Linked DNA regions of Mus musculus: all the other regions are linked to region 3. The links are chromatin contacts, called in public Hi-C maps. All regions are on one chromosome and are shown on one strand. The core of a region is the stretch at or near the end of the contact, and the rest is flanking DNA. Distances in the headings are between cores, read along the strand shown.

The links. A called contact is a pair of places that touch in the nucleus more often than the background predicts.
Region 1: a Hi-C map of the N1E-115 cell line shows a contact between it and region 3, with 4 times the contacts expected there. The contact joins two enhancer-like sites. A contact is called at or near these places in 1 of 39 promoter capture datasets (the C10 cell line), 2 of 15 datasets of contacts at CTCF or cohesin (the NIH/3T3 cell line and large pre-B cells), 17 of 484 Hi-C or Micro-C datasets (3T3-L1-derived adipocytes, the C10 cell line, the C2C12 cell line and 12 more) and 8 of 115 datasets of contacts at active chromatin or transcription factors (T-cell acute lymphoblastic leukemia, differentiating embryonic stem cells, embryonic fibroblasts and 5 more).
Region 2: a contact with region 3 is called in a Hi-C map of liver, with 4 times the contacts expected there. The contact joins two enhancer-like sites. A contact is called at or near these places in 1 of 15 datasets of contacts at CTCF or cohesin (the NIH/3T3 cell line), 36 of 484 Hi-C or Micro-C datasets (the 3T3-L1 cell line, the AML12 cell line, the C3H10T1/2 cell line and 24 more) and 6 of 115 datasets of contacts at active chromatin or transcription factors (embryonic fibroblasts, fibro-adipogenic progenitors, intestinal villus epithelium and 3 more).

What each region holds. Positions count from the first base shown.
Region 1 is chr15:59,565,817-59,570,629 of GRCm38.p6, forward strand. The region is part of intron 4 of Nsmce2 (NSE2/MMS21 homolog, SMC5-SMC6 complex SUMO ligase); the gene reads left to right. Among named protein-coding and RNA genes, the nearest start is that of Gm36677, 50 kb to the right of the region's middle. Within about 2 kb of position 1,890, at least 89 of the 459 cell types and tissues checked have an H3K27ac peak or open chromatin away from gene starts, as enhancers often do. A contact at or near this core is called in the C2C12 cell line, the N1E-115 cell line, bone marrow-derived macrophages and 3 more, where this site is marked.
Region 2 is chr15:59,546,896-59,551,277 of GRCm38.p6, forward strand. All of the region lies in intron 4 of Nsmce2 (NSE2/MMS21 homolog, SMC5-SMC6 complex SUMO ligase), which reads left to right. Among named protein-coding and RNA genes, the nearest start is that of Gm36677, 69 kb to the right of the region's middle. Within about 2 kb of position 2,891, at least 99 of the 459 cell types and tissues checked have an H3K27ac peak or open chromatin away from gene starts, as enhancers often do. A contact at or near this core is called in the N1E-115 cell line, liver and pancreatic cancer cells, where this site is marked.
Region 3 is chr15:59,396,688-59,401,550 of GRCm38.p6, forward strand. All of the region lies in intron 2 of Nsmce2 (NSE2/MMS21 homolog, SMC5-SMC6 complex SUMO ligase), which reads left to right. Among named protein-coding and RNA genes, the nearest start is that of Nsmce2, 25 kb to the left of the region's middle. Within about 2 kb of position 1,299, at least 47 of the 459 cell types and tissues checked have an H3K27ac peak or open chromatin away from gene starts, as enhancers often do. A contact at or near this core is called in the C2C12 cell line, the N1E-115 cell line, bone marrow-derived macrophages and 4 more, where this site is marked.

The DNA.
Region 1 (4,813 bases), core at 640-3,139, 170 kb after region 3:
TCTCCAGTTCCAATCACTAGCCGTGTGATTGCATGTATAGGGTGGAAGAGCCAAGGTTAGAGCGGCACACAGGAAATCCAGACTCGGCTGCTTCTAAGCTCCAGTCAGCTGCAGCTCTGGGACAAATCAGAGTTGCAGACTTTATTGAGAAGACCAAAGCTGCTGTGTGGACTTAATCTGCTTAATTTCCCCAACAATAGATATAAAACTAACTGCAAGGTCACACAGAGGAGGAAGTTATCTAGAGTCTGCAGTTTAGTGTCTTGTCCAGTGTGTCTACATTCTCCTAAGTAAAGCAACTTGATATGTCTGGAAAGGGTATGTTTCTGTCTCCACTTTATATATGCTTAGAAAATTGGCAGATTTGATATAAGCCTTCATATTCACAGATATCCTAGAAATATCTACCATAAGTCTATCCGCTATTAAGGTCACAGTAATAGGATTGTATGGTTTGTAGAATTAAATATGCTTAGCTTTGGCCTGCTCTGAGGTTTCCAGTTTTCAAAAAAACATGAGAGAAAGCACTAGCATCAGCGTTGTCTCCATTAAATTAGATAATTTGCAGACTATGCATAGCAGAGTGCTGGCTTTCAGTGCATCATAGCTCGCATTACAGAACAGGTTCTTAGTCTGATTAGACTTTCACTGAATAGTTAAGCTCTTGATAAGAGAATCCAGATGAACAGGTAGTGTTTCGCTGTTGGTTAGTTGGCTGGTTTTGCATTTACTCTTTATCGTGGGAGGCTTGTGCATGCTGTGTTACATACAGGAGTTTAGAAGACAGCATGTAGGGTTCCGTTGTCTCCTCCAAACTTGGAGTCCTATGGTTCAAACATAGTTCACCAAGCTTGGTGCAGGTATCTTTATCTGCTGAACATCTCACCGGTCCTGTTTTTGTCTCAGATCGGGTCTTGCTATGTAATCTTGGCTGACCGGGTACTTTCTGTGTAGCCCACCCTGGCCTCAAACCCACAGCAGTCCTCTTGCCCCCTCACTCTGCCACATGCAGCCACCGTGCCCATTTTAGAAGAATCCCCATGTGCTGGAGAGCAGGCCTCTGCCTGGCCTGTGCCTTCTGTGTTCCTGGTTGGTAAGTAATGGGTGTTCAGGAAGGAGCTGCTTGCTGCACTTGAGCTTGGGTTTCTGTCAAAAGGAGATTGCCTCTTCAGTGAACCCTTGAGTCTTACGAACCAGTCCTTGATTTCAAAATTTCTTTTGAGTTCTCATGAATGTGGTGAGCTACCATGCAGTGTACTTGGAAACAGTCCAGTTTGGTTCTAAAGAGAGAAGGGAAGAGGAAGGGCGGAAGACCATGTCATCTAATTGGTTTGGGACCTTGGAAGAGACAGGATTGTCTGAGGGGAGCACCAGGTGGAGAATCCAGTATCCTACACACTGCTGCCAGCAGCACTTGCTCCTGAGAGGGAACCATACAGGAAACACATCATCCTGTGCCCATGCCAGGCCATCAGAGTCAAAGCCCTAGGAGTAGGGGACCGAGGCGTCTTTGTAGTTTAGTTTGCCAGGTTTAGGGAGCATTGCCACAGCCGTTTTCCAGGCCCAGGAAGAGAAAGCAATTCCCTGAGTCACTCCCAGGGCTAGTCAGTGACCAAGGCCAGCCTTAGGTTCAGAAGACACTCGGCCAGTACAGGGTCTTCCCAGGTTATCCCAGCCCCTGGTTCTCTACTGGCTGAAGAGCAGAGGCAAACGCTTCTCTCTCTGTGCTATCGAGAGCTGCCTGACCTTAAAGGGCCACTGTGGGGTCAAGCTAGTTAAAAGATGTTCTGTTCTGTTCACCGTGTCCTTTACTCACAGTCTGTTCTGCAGACAACTGAAAGGCTGCTAAATTAAGCCATTTTTCAGAGAGGTCTGAGTCATCTAGTGGCAGCTGTCGGTGCCTCGCTGGAGGTGCTTTGATCATTGTTGTCTAAATGCACACATTAGTCCTGGGCAGCAGTGTGTTGTGCTGTGCTAGGGACTTACTGAGATAATGGGCTCAGCCCTTGAGGACATCAAGGAAAGCCAAAGGCTCATGAGTTTCTCTCAGGGCAAGAAAAGGCATGGAAGCCACATATTTTAGCACCAACAATCTAGTCTCTCGGCTAGGAAAAGCTTGAATGTATCCTGCCTGCCCAGTTAATATAGAGAAGGGAAGTACCTCACTCAGATCACATGGGAATTCAGGAGCAGATGGCAGGACACAGCAGAACAGAATTGGTTTCCTCAAGGGAGTTTCCTCTATTCAATCAGGAAGGCTTTCATTAAGAGTTGTCATTTCAAGGACATCTGGAAATGAGGTCTGAGAAGCCAGTCCAAAGCACAGTGACCATGGGCATATGTTTGAGAAGAGTGGTGTACAAAAGAAGAAAAAAAATGCATTAACCTGTTATAAAGCAGTGTGTATAACTGATTTAGAGCACGGGGGTGGGGGGTGGATGGGTGGGGAGGAGTCAGAGTAGGAATCTGAAGAGGCCAGAAGTCACCAAACAGTTGCCAACGACAGCATTCTCATGGGTCTTACTGACATGACTAGGTGGTCGAAAGTGGTTCAGGGGGGTTAAAGTCACTGCCACCATTCCTGAACAGCCATTTCATGCCATGTCTAGCATATTGCATAAAATGTCTTTTTCCTTAGAACAGCTTTTCAGACAGGTGTTTTCCTCCAAGCCAGTGTTCCTGTGCCAGTGAATGCCCACTCAGACTTGGGTGGCTTTCTTAAAAGCACAGGGCGTTCGGGAGACAGAGTTCATACTTGTTGGTTCCTTCCTTGAGGCCTCTCTCAGGGTATTGAGGGGGAATGTTAGGGAGAGCCATAGGAGATCACCGAAAGCTTCTATCTAGGCCTGCAAACAAAAGGGGATAAAATGGTAGCTGTGGGTGGGGTCATACATTTCTGATTAGAAAGAGCAAGAAAATAATGCAAGTTTTTGCCATTGCCTCACCGATGCTTAAGGAAGAACAAATTGACCGGAAGTTACTTACTTGGCAGTGATTGACCTGGTGACATGACCCATCGAGTTAGAAAAAAGGAAGGCTCCTCAAGAAGAAAGATGTCACATAATAAGCTTTACTGGTGAGTTGGAGTGTTTAACGTTGCAATGCCCAACAAAAGATGAAAGGTAAAAGCAGATTAATATGTTGATGTGTCCTCTCAATAGATGATAGCACAGCATCCTGTGACCTAGGGTCTCACAAAATCTGCCACAGGCCTGTGTGCATCGGGCACTGGAATAAGATGGTAGATCACGGATGTGAGAGGATACAGCTAGGAATGGAAAGATCGAAAACTCCGGGAAGCTGTGTGCTATCATGCCAGCCTTGCACTGGAGGGAGAGCAGGGGAATTAAGTCTGGCAGGGCCCAGGGTCCTGTAAGAATGGATCATTAATTTTTTTTAAAGATGAGAAAGGAGGCTTTTAGGCAGGAAGCACAGTAAACACATCTCGTATCCTAGAATCCAAGGAAGAGGGGGAGAAGAAGGACTTAGCTGTGCTGACTACATTGGTCAGTCATTCATTAAGTTATAAATTAGTTTAAATCTTTTCAGTAGACCTGCCAATTAAGCATCCCACTTACACATGAAGAAAAGGGGCACGGAGTGCAGAGATGGGCAGGGAACAGGTAGGATTTTCCCAGGCCTGACTCTGAACCATGGCTTCCATGCCCCTACTGCCTCGGCTAGACTGGAGAGCAGTAAGGAAGACTTGACAGGGACAGAGCCAGAAGCTGTGAACAGACCAGGGCCAGCGTCTGAGAACCAGGGAGCCTGAGGTCTTGATGGTGCAGAGGTGACATGGCCAAAGCTGGCCACAAGGATTGGCCTCACGTCCCTTTGCCGTGTGTGGCATTGTGCTGCCCAGTGTGTGGACGAGTGAATATTCGTCACCTGGGAATGATGGGAATGAGTCTCCTCTCCCCAAACTAGTACTTTGTAGCCATTGTGTCTGGAAATGTCCCATGTGACAACCCCATATCCTGTCTGTTTACCCTTTCCTTTCCAGTGACATGGGATACCCACTGTTGATAAACTGTGACTTAGTGTGAATCACTAATCATGTAATTGGTAGAAAACAATTACCTTTGACAAAACTAGGTTACCTGTGTGAGATCTTTGTACTCTTGAGGTGAGAAGAGTCAGATGGGTAGAGGTTTGGCTCTAGGAGTAGGCTAAAGGGCTTCACCTCGCTGGGAGCATAGGTCCTAGCCCCTGGATTAAGTCGTGCTCTTACTGCTGACTTACAACCCTGCTCCCCCTCCTGTAGGGGACATGTCTAAACATAATTCCTCTCTGTTGTCCACTGGCTCCTGTAACACAGTTTCCAGAATGTTAGGAATAGCCACATTGCACCTACATGCTGTACTTGGGTAACTACTTCTGTTGCTCAACCTACTTAATATTGGTCACAGTGAAACATGTTTTCATCACTTGAGATCCAAATTTTATTTGCCAGGTTACTAATGGCCATTTACTTCTGTAACATAAATTAGGATGTTGTGCAAGATTAGCTTGCCAGCAGGTTGACTCTTGAAATCCCAGGCTTCCCATGGGCTCAGTGTAAGGAGCTGTTTGAGTGGACTTAGCCAAATACCCACAAAAAATTTTGTCTGCTTTTTTTTTTTTTTTTAAGATGGTCTGATGGTGAGTATAAAGGATTTAAGACTGGAGTGGGTTTGGAGAGTCTGGAGTCCGCCCTCCTGCCGGTCTCATGATTTACTTTTCACATTGGAGAAGAAACAGAGTGAAGAGCAGAGCGCAGTGGACATACCTTCCCAGGTCACAAAGCCATTGAGGTCAGGGCTTTCAGGTCCTT
Region 2 (4,382 bases), core at 1,641-4,140, 150 kb after region 3:
AAGCCGTTATTTTCCACCTCCTGTCCCACCCCCTTGCCCTTTTGGGACCCCATAGCCCCATGGAAACTCTGTCCCTCTTCCATACATATTAGATCAAATGTGTACTCTGAGATGTCTTGTATCTTTCCCCTGGGTGCATCATTTTCAGATACAAGACATCTCAGAGTACACATAGGACCTGGGTAAAACTGGGAAGCAGCACATCATTTCCCCACGCGTCAGAGCAGCACGCCTCGGGCCTCTGGTTTATAGTAAGTAGTCTGATCTTCCGTTATAACCTTTACCTTGGTAGGCCTCTTCATTTTAAGAGGCTTCCTCTGTGCTAAACATTGTTAACACAGAGACCTAGGGTGCTAGAAAGATGGCTCAGCAGTTAAGAGAGCTCACTGTTCTTGTGAAGAATGCTGGTTCAGTTCCCAGCACCCACACAAAGGTTGCCAGCCACCTGTAACTCGGCTTTCAGGAGAACAGAAGTCCTCTCTGGCTGCCAGAGGCTCCTGCATGTACATGGTACACATAAACTCACATAGAGAAACATGTACATAAAATGGATCTTTAAAAAATTCAATAAAGAAAGCCAGGTGCTGTTGTCACACACCTTTTAACACCGTACAAGGGAGGCAAATCTCTGTGAGTTTGAGACCAACCTGATCTAGAGTGAGTCCAAGACAGCCAAGGCCATACAGGGAAATCCTTCTCAGAAAAACAGACAAACAAAGAAAAAATTAGAAAGAAAGGAAAATTCATAGACGAACAGAGGCGCTGGGGTTTGAATTCTTGCTGTGCTAGTCACTGTAGGGTGCTGGACAGCACACTTAGCCTCAGTGCGTCAGCCCTCTACAAGTGAGGTGTTAATAGTGCCTACAGTCCACAGGGCCTGGTGAGGACAAACACCATTCTTGGCGTACACAAGACAGGGCTCTTAACAAAGCAGCATCTGTTGGTGAGGGCTCATTTCCCAGCCCAGCACAGATCCCTCCAAGCCAGCTCTCACCTAACATGAAGAGAAGAGTGTAACATCTAGCTCCACTTTGTGAGCACCTAATCCATTACTTCCATGCCAGAGAAAAGAAGCTCTCTCCTTTTTAAAATGAAGGCCCCTGCTTGGTGACACACACCTGTAATCACAGGGCTCAAGTGGCAGGACCAGGATGGTGAATTCTAGGCCAACCTGAGCTATATAGCAATACCTTCATATTCTCTCTCTCTCTCTCTCTCTCTCTCTCTCTCTCTCTCTCTCTCTCTCTCACACACACACACACACACACTCTCTCACACACACACACACACACTCTCTCTCTCTCTCTCACACACACACACACACACACTCTCTCTCTCTCTCTCTCACACTCACACACACACACACGCTTGTGCATTAGAGACACACAGCACCTTCTTGTCCCACACCACACAGTATGGTCGATTTCAAAGCCTGCCACTCTTGGGGACTGAAGCGATAGCTCAGCAGTTAAAAGCACTCTTGCTGCTCTTGCAAAGCTGAGTTCAGTTTCCAGCACTGATATCAGATGGTCTGTAACTGCAACTCTGGGGCATCTGACACCCTTTTCTGGCCTCTACAGGCATCTGAATACATTCAGACAGATACATACGCATAAATGAAAATGACTTTAAAAAAGAAAAAGAAGTCTGACAGCCAGGAGATAGGGCTTTGGAAGCACGACGTAGAAAAATGTCTGGTTTATCATAGGCACAGTGGGCAAGCAAGCATCCAGACTTGGATGCTAAAGTGTCTGATCATAGGGGGATGCAGTCTTCTCTTTGTAGCCGAATGAAATTTTCCAGGAGACCTTTTGAGCTGCCAGTTGACAGCCCTATATGACATGTCTGTTGGGCTCCTTTGGCACTCATGGCAACAAGAAACAAACCCTGCAGTTTTAAATAAGCAGTTAGAGAGCTCAGAGCAGGTGGTCATAACTCAGTATGAAGCCACCAAACACCTCATCTTCCTGACTGACACCTTTCTAAATTCTCCCAAAGACCTCAGAATACCTCCCTCTCTCAACAGCGACAGGCTTGGCATTGTTAGTGAAGGAGGCCCATGGCCTTCTTGGACCTCTCTGCAGGTCCCACAGGCTGGACTTACAAAGAGTCTTTTGACCAGGCAGCGGTGTAAGTGACTTTATGGAAGACAAGCCAGCGCTTGTTTCCTCTCTGTGCTGTAAGGGTTAAGAGTCATCACTGTGGTCACCAAGGTCAGACACCAGCTCTCAGTGTGCTGGTTCCAGCCACAGATGTGTTTGGGTTGGCCAGGGGAGTTGTATACACATGTATCTTCGGTTGCAACATACACCAGTTAGAAGGGTTCCCATCAGAATCAGCATTTCCAGCTTCTTTTAGTACTGTCTCTGACAGCACAGGCTGCCGTGTAGAGGCTGTCTGCCTCAGTGACATGGAGGTCCCTCATTGACCCTTCTACCTTGACGTAGCTTCAGCCTGGCCTACTTCCTGGATGCAGGTTTAACAGTGTTCCTACAGAGTCCTGTGCCATTTTCTCTACAATAAAAGTGAAAAGTACAAATTCTCCTCATCACACTCCTGACCTAATTTTAACAAGTTGCCAAATACTGAGTCTCAGGCCTACAGTGTGCTTTAAGATATAATTCCTAAGGGCAGCATTCTTTGATCAATCCTCTTGTAAAGTCACACAGTTGAAGACGATCCCTACCTGCTGGTGTTTCTGTGTCACAGCTCTTCTCCCTCTGCCCCATGGTTCCCAGCAGTGTACATGCTAAACATATCCTTAGTTGTCCCCTTTTGGCTGCTCATAGGTTTGAAGCTAGGCTGTCTGTGGGGAAGGGAGTGTGGAGCTGCAGAGGGGAAACGAGATACCTGTTTGGCTTCCACTGGCTTGAAAACTGAGTCATGAGTCCATAGTACAGAGGTAATGTGAACAAGTCTTTGCAAATCACTGCATCAGTAAGCCGTTTGCCCCCACCCCTTACACACCCTTTTCTCACCCGTTGTATGGCCAGCCCCTCTCTTGGTTCCATTTAGACTACCTAACCTCCGTTGGCAAAATCTGCCCTTTTCCTACCACCTCATTATTCTCTGGCCACCTGCCAACCACGTGAGGGCGATTTGAACACTGCTGAAAGCAGGCCAGCACATGGAGTCCTTAGAGACGCTGTCATGTAGTCATGACCGTGAGGAAGCATGTCTCCTGGAACTGTGGGTCACGTCACTCCACCGTTGTCATATTTCACTTTACCATCGCAGGGGTTTTGTGCATTTCTTCCAATTCCCATGACTCTGGTTTCACATGAGGTCGTGGACTTCTCAATCAAAAAGTTGCTCATAGCTTTGGTAGGTCTGAAATTTCAGAGTATTGAGCAAGGCCCGCATTGTGCTAGAACATGATCTAATAAGATTGGACTGTCAAAACAAGAAGCAGCAGTCTGGCTAAAAGGTTTTTAAGCAGGAAATCTGTCCTGTGAGAACCTCCAAAAGATGATAAACATGTAGGCTGGGGGCCGATTTCATTTTCATCTCTACCATGAACTTAAGCAGACTGAAGTAGAGGCAGAAACCGTAGATGCTATCTTTTGGTTGGGAAACTAATTGGTTGTGTAATTAGCTGTGTGAAACATCAGGAAAATATGTGAACCATTTTGTTAGGACCCTACAGAGTACTTGGGACAGAGCCCCAAAATGTCAAGTAGAGACGATGCGTCACTCAGAGTGCAGTCGGAGAGCAGGGAGTTCCTTTCCAGCCCACCAACCGTGAGAGGCGGCAAGTTATGTAACCTTTTCCGCTCCTTGGTCTTTTCATCCCTGACATGAGAATTGGGACATTATAAGATGTTCACGGGGGATAAAAGGAATAATCTGGAGCAGTGCCTGGAGCTGGAGGAGTGGCCAGTAAGCGAGAGCAGTGACTGGTAGGTACATCGCAAGTATGCTTGTGCATTCTGATCTCAGCACAGTTTCCAAAAGAAGATCGGCTGGTATCTTAGTTTTCTGCTCTTTGTGGCTCCTCACTAGTGGAACCCTGTGAAGGGAAACATCTTGTCATTCTCTGCACCATTCTCTTGTCAAGAGCACATCTCAGTGAAGGCTCAGGTCAGGATGGCCCTGGCGATGAGTCACTGTAGTTCACTTTGGCCTCCTCCTGAAGCCCACTTTTATAATTTTCCAGTTCAATTATTAAGACACTGAATATCTGCATCATACTACTGCTGGATTGCAATGTAACCACTAACCAAGCATGTTTATGCAATGCCTTATGTGTAATCACTTATAATAAAAGTAAAAGCCGGGTGTGGTGGTGCACGCATTTAATCCCAGCACTTGGGAGGCAGAGGCAGGTGGATTTCTGAGTTCGAAGCCAGCCTGGTCTACAAAGTGAGTTCCAGACCAGCCAG
Region 3 (4,863 bases), core at 49-2,548:
TCTTTCCTCCAGCCATCTAACAGTCCATTAGCCTTTTCGTTTTTGTAATTTGTCCATTTTATTATCTACCCATGTAAAATGTATAATGTAGTGGGGTTTTTAAAATTATATTCATGGATACACATAACCGTTACCACAATCATTTCAAAACCACAACCCCTGGCAAGGTGTGATATTATATACTTATAATTTCATTACTCAAGAGACTGAGGCAGGAGTATTGTGAGTTCAAGGACAGCCTGGGCTGTATAGTGATGAGAGGAGAGGAGACCAACAAGAAAGGAAGTGAGGAAGGGAAAAGAAAGGAAGCAGACCCTGCGTCCTTTAGCATTGCACGCCAGTCTCTCCAGGAGCCACTGATCTACTATGGCTCTATAGCTGTGGAGTTACCTGTTTCAGACATTTCATATAGAAGTGAATTTTATATAAAATGTGGTTTTTTGTGGTTGGAGTGTTCTTGTTTTCAAGCAAGGTTCATCTGTGTTGTTAGATCCATCAGCATTTAATCAGTTAGCACTTCATTTATTTTTATAGTTTAATAATACTCCATTATGTAGTATGTAGCTATACCACATTTTGTAGATCTACCAGTTGGTGGACCCTGGGTTGTTAATATTACTAAATTATTCTTGGATGCTTGTGCTTTGAACGAGGAATGCCCTCACTAGGCTCAGGTATTTGCATTACTTGGTCCCCAGTAGGTGGTGCTGTTTGGAGAGGTTTAGGAGGTGCAGTCTTGCTGGAGGATGGATGTCTCAGGGCTTCCAGATTTTATAGCCTATCCCTGCTTCCAGTTTGCTTTCTCTACTTCTCTCTTGCAATGTGAGCTCTCACCTTCTTGGCACCATGCTTGCAGGTGGCTCCCTGATGTCATGCCTCCCAGCCGAGATGGATTCAAATCCTCTGGGACCAGAGCCCAGATAAGCTTTTGGTCACATGGTGCTGTGTGTAGCACAGCAGCAAATGTAACTATTAATTGTGCTGCTCAGCATCCATTCTCACGTTAGTATCTCAGCATGGTTTCAGTTGGCATTTATGTAATGATGTCATATGCTTTTGGGCTCTTAGAGAAATCTCTGGAGAAGTGCCTATTCATATCCTGTGCACTTTTAAATCCAGTGTCTAAGTTCTTTATATATTCTAGAGAAAAGTCTGATATAAGACATGATCTGCTGGTATTTTTCCTATTGTGTGCTGCATTTTACTTTCTTGATAGTGTTCATTGAAGTATGCAAGGTTGTGATCTTGCGGGAGTCCAGCTGTGTGGATTTGCTGTTTTCGTGGTATGCCTTCCCCTGATAGAGCTTAGCATCAAGCTTGAAGCAGTCCTATTCATGTGTGCTGAGTATGAGTTTTGAGCTGGGACTCATTTGATGACTAGTTCTCTAAAGGTGCTGTGATGAAAACCTTTTCCCAGCAACCATGTGGAACCCTGGAGTTGGTGGGAATTGTAGATGAGAGAGCCTTCAGGACAGGCTTCACATGGGCTGTTGCAGGTTAAAGGTGAGTAGCTGTTTCATGTACTAGAAACAGACTGGAAAAGATTGATGAGTATTTGTCCTGATATGAAAGCTGACAAACCTGCCTGTAAGCTTCATGGCTGCTTGAGAGGTAGGAAACCCCTAAGTCAAAGACAGCAGCTTTTGTTGTTATACCTCAGATAGTATGCCTGTTCTGGTTTACCTTCCTGTCTCCATGCCTCATGGTTTCTGGAGCTGATATGGGAGAGCCCAGGAGGGTTGAGGTCACAACTAAGGAACCTCAGGCTCAGGGGTCCAGTTTTTGGAAGTAGACGCCATCTTAGTCTTGTGAGATCTTGCTCTTACATAAGCATCCTTGTAAAGATGGACTGGGACAGAAGGGCACATGGCACCTTTGCTCCCAAGATGTTCAGAATGAGTGAGAAATGACTTGCTCCCTAGAACCTGACACATTCAGGGAGCTGCAAGTGCTTCAGGGTGAAGATTAACTTCAGCTGAGGCCTTTCCAGGCTGTTGCCACCACCAGTGGTGAAAGCTTCAGCACTTTTCTTTGGAGATGAACTTTGTCCAAGATGCAGGAGAGGCCAGGTGAGATGAAGAGAGGGGTCCTCCTCTGTCCCCAGAGGGAACATAATCCTTTGGTTGTCTGGATGGGGTAATGTTGGGCTTTCAGAACTACAGAATCATGCACTGGCTGCCCACTTTAGTATCATTGTGACTTTAACTTTCAGGTTATTTTCCTTTATAAGTAGTGATGATGTAAAATAGCAGTGAATGTCTTGTAGGGTCCTTAACCATCCACCCATCCACATCTCCCTAACACCTGCCGTATTTGGAGTTGCTGTAAAGTATTAAGGAATGTATCTAAAATGCTCTTTACAGAGCTGGTACATAATATTCATATTGGTCAGTTGCTTTGTTTTTGCTGTAATTATTTGAGCATTTGAAAAGATGGATCCTGTAGAGCCTTAGGGTCAGAATTGACTTTGTACAAAAATACATCCGTGAATTAAAATGCAAATTCTCTATTAGCCTAGATGATTGCTTCATCTCTTAGAGCTTGCTTTTTCCTGCATGTGAAGACTTGAAGTGACTGCCTTTTTGTGGTTATTCTGGGTTTGAGACAGTTATTTCCTTTGTTGTTTAGGGTTTACTTTGAACTATGGTCTTGCTGTGTTGCCCAGGTTAGCCTCCAAAGCTACGTAGGCTCAAGTGATCTTCTTTCTCAGCTACCTGGCTGGAGTACAGACACATGCTACTCTGCTGTATTAAGCTCCTCACTTTAAAGGCGGCCCTGGGCAGAGACTGGCTACATGTGTGTGTGTTTCATTGGTATTCTGCTGAGTACTTAGTTTTAAGTCACTGGGTGCTCTCTAACCAGTGTCTTATTTACATGCAAACAAAATTACACTAAATAACAGATTTTTTTTTTGCAGTCTCTTTTGTCCCATTTTGCAGACTGTTCTTTTAGAAAGTATCCTTTTTAAATTTTGGAATAATAATAGACTTACAAACACTTGGAATGAGAGTTCCCAAATGTCTCTACCCACTGCCCTTACTTGCTCAGACCTTAGTGCATAGTACATTTATCAAAGCTACATAAAACATTGGTGTGTTATTGCAGACTAAACTTCTGTTTTAGTAACATTTTTTCAGTGGCCCTTTTTCTTTTTTTTATATTTATTTTATTTGTATGAGTACACTGCAGCTGTCTTCAGACACACCAGAAGAGGGCATCAGATTCCATTACAGATGGTTGTGAGCCACCATGTGGTTGCTGGAATTTGAACTCAGGACCTCTGGAAGAGCCGTTGGTGCTCTTAACCTCTGAGCCATCTCTCCAGCCCCAGTGTCCCTTTTCAATACATTGTCCAGGATGCAGTCCTGGCTGCCACATTGCATTTAGTCACTTCTTGAGTTGTATAACCTTTTTCTTTTCCCTTAAAAAAAAAAAGTTTGACTTTGTGTGAAATGTCCCTCAGTTGGAGTTTAATGTTTTTCTTATGAGTTAAGGGCAATTTTATGTTTTTAGAAGAAGATGACAGAAGCCAAACTCCTAATCACATTCCGTGAGGGACTCAGCATGCTACCCTACACCACTTGGCTCTGGCAGTGTTTGCTAGGTGTCTTTACTACATACATGAGTAGTGTTTTTGTTTAGTTGGAATTCTTTAAATTGTTTTTTTCTAAGACCTTGGAACACACAGCTTTAAACAAGATGTCTTCATCAAATCCTTCCCCTCAGAGCTCAGGAAATCCTGCCAAAGAGGAGACTGAAGGAGTGGGGGAGACAGTACACAGGATACCAGGAGAACAAGGCCCTTTAAAACAACTGAGCAAGGCTCATAGGAACTCTGAGAGACTGAAGCAGCAGTCACAGCGCCTACATGGGTCTGCACCAAGTTCTCTGCGTTATATATATAATAGCTTTCAGTTGAGGGCTTTTATGGGAGGCCTGAGTGTGTAAAAGAATAGGCCTTCTTGTGCCTTCTCTTGAGGCTCTTTAATTTTTTTGTTGGCTTGCCTTATCCGACAAGTAAATCAAGTTGGTGTTTGTTTTTTCTTATTATATTTTATTTTGCTATGTTTTGTTATCCTTTAGAAGCCTGTTCCCCCCCTCCAGCACTGCCCCCCCCTCCCGCACGCCCCCCTCCACCCCCCAGTAAGAGACAGAAAGGAAGTGGATCTATATGGGGAAGGAGGTGGGGAGGAACTGGGAAGAGTAGAGGAAGGGGAAACAATGTTCAGATTATGTTGTATGATACAATCTATGTTTAATAAAAGGGGGTGTGGGTATTGTCTTCTTTATACTCTGGGCACATTATCAACGACATCTCCAAAGAGTCCTAGTTCTCCTAATTGGAAATTGACATTTTGAAAATAAGATCTGGGCCCTGGGTTTGCTTCTACCAAAACATCACTTTTCAGCAAAGTTGGTAAGTGCATGCTAGTAGGCTGACATCCTGTCTTCATCAACCTGTCATCCTGCAGGTAGCCATCTGGATCTGACCTCTTCAACTGTAGGATTGTATGGCTAAATTCTAGTATTCTCTGGATAGTCTCTCATATCACTCTCCTAATAGTAAAAAACATGGCTCCCACCATCCCCCATCCATTTATTTGTTTAGCTCCACTATAATAAACTAAATCAGTTTTAGAGTCATTAACGTCTGTGACAGCAACTTGAACTTGCTCACAGGGTTTGCATGATTCTTTTTGCTTTTAGTCTTACAGTCTCAAACACCATTGTCTGTGGTTATGTAGGTCAGTTCTTTTCCTTTCAGGCGGGCTTGTCATATGGTTTTATGATTTTTGTATCTTTGTTTTCTTTCTGGTTTGGCAGTGCTGGTGATCAAACCCTGGGTCTCTCCCACATTAGGCA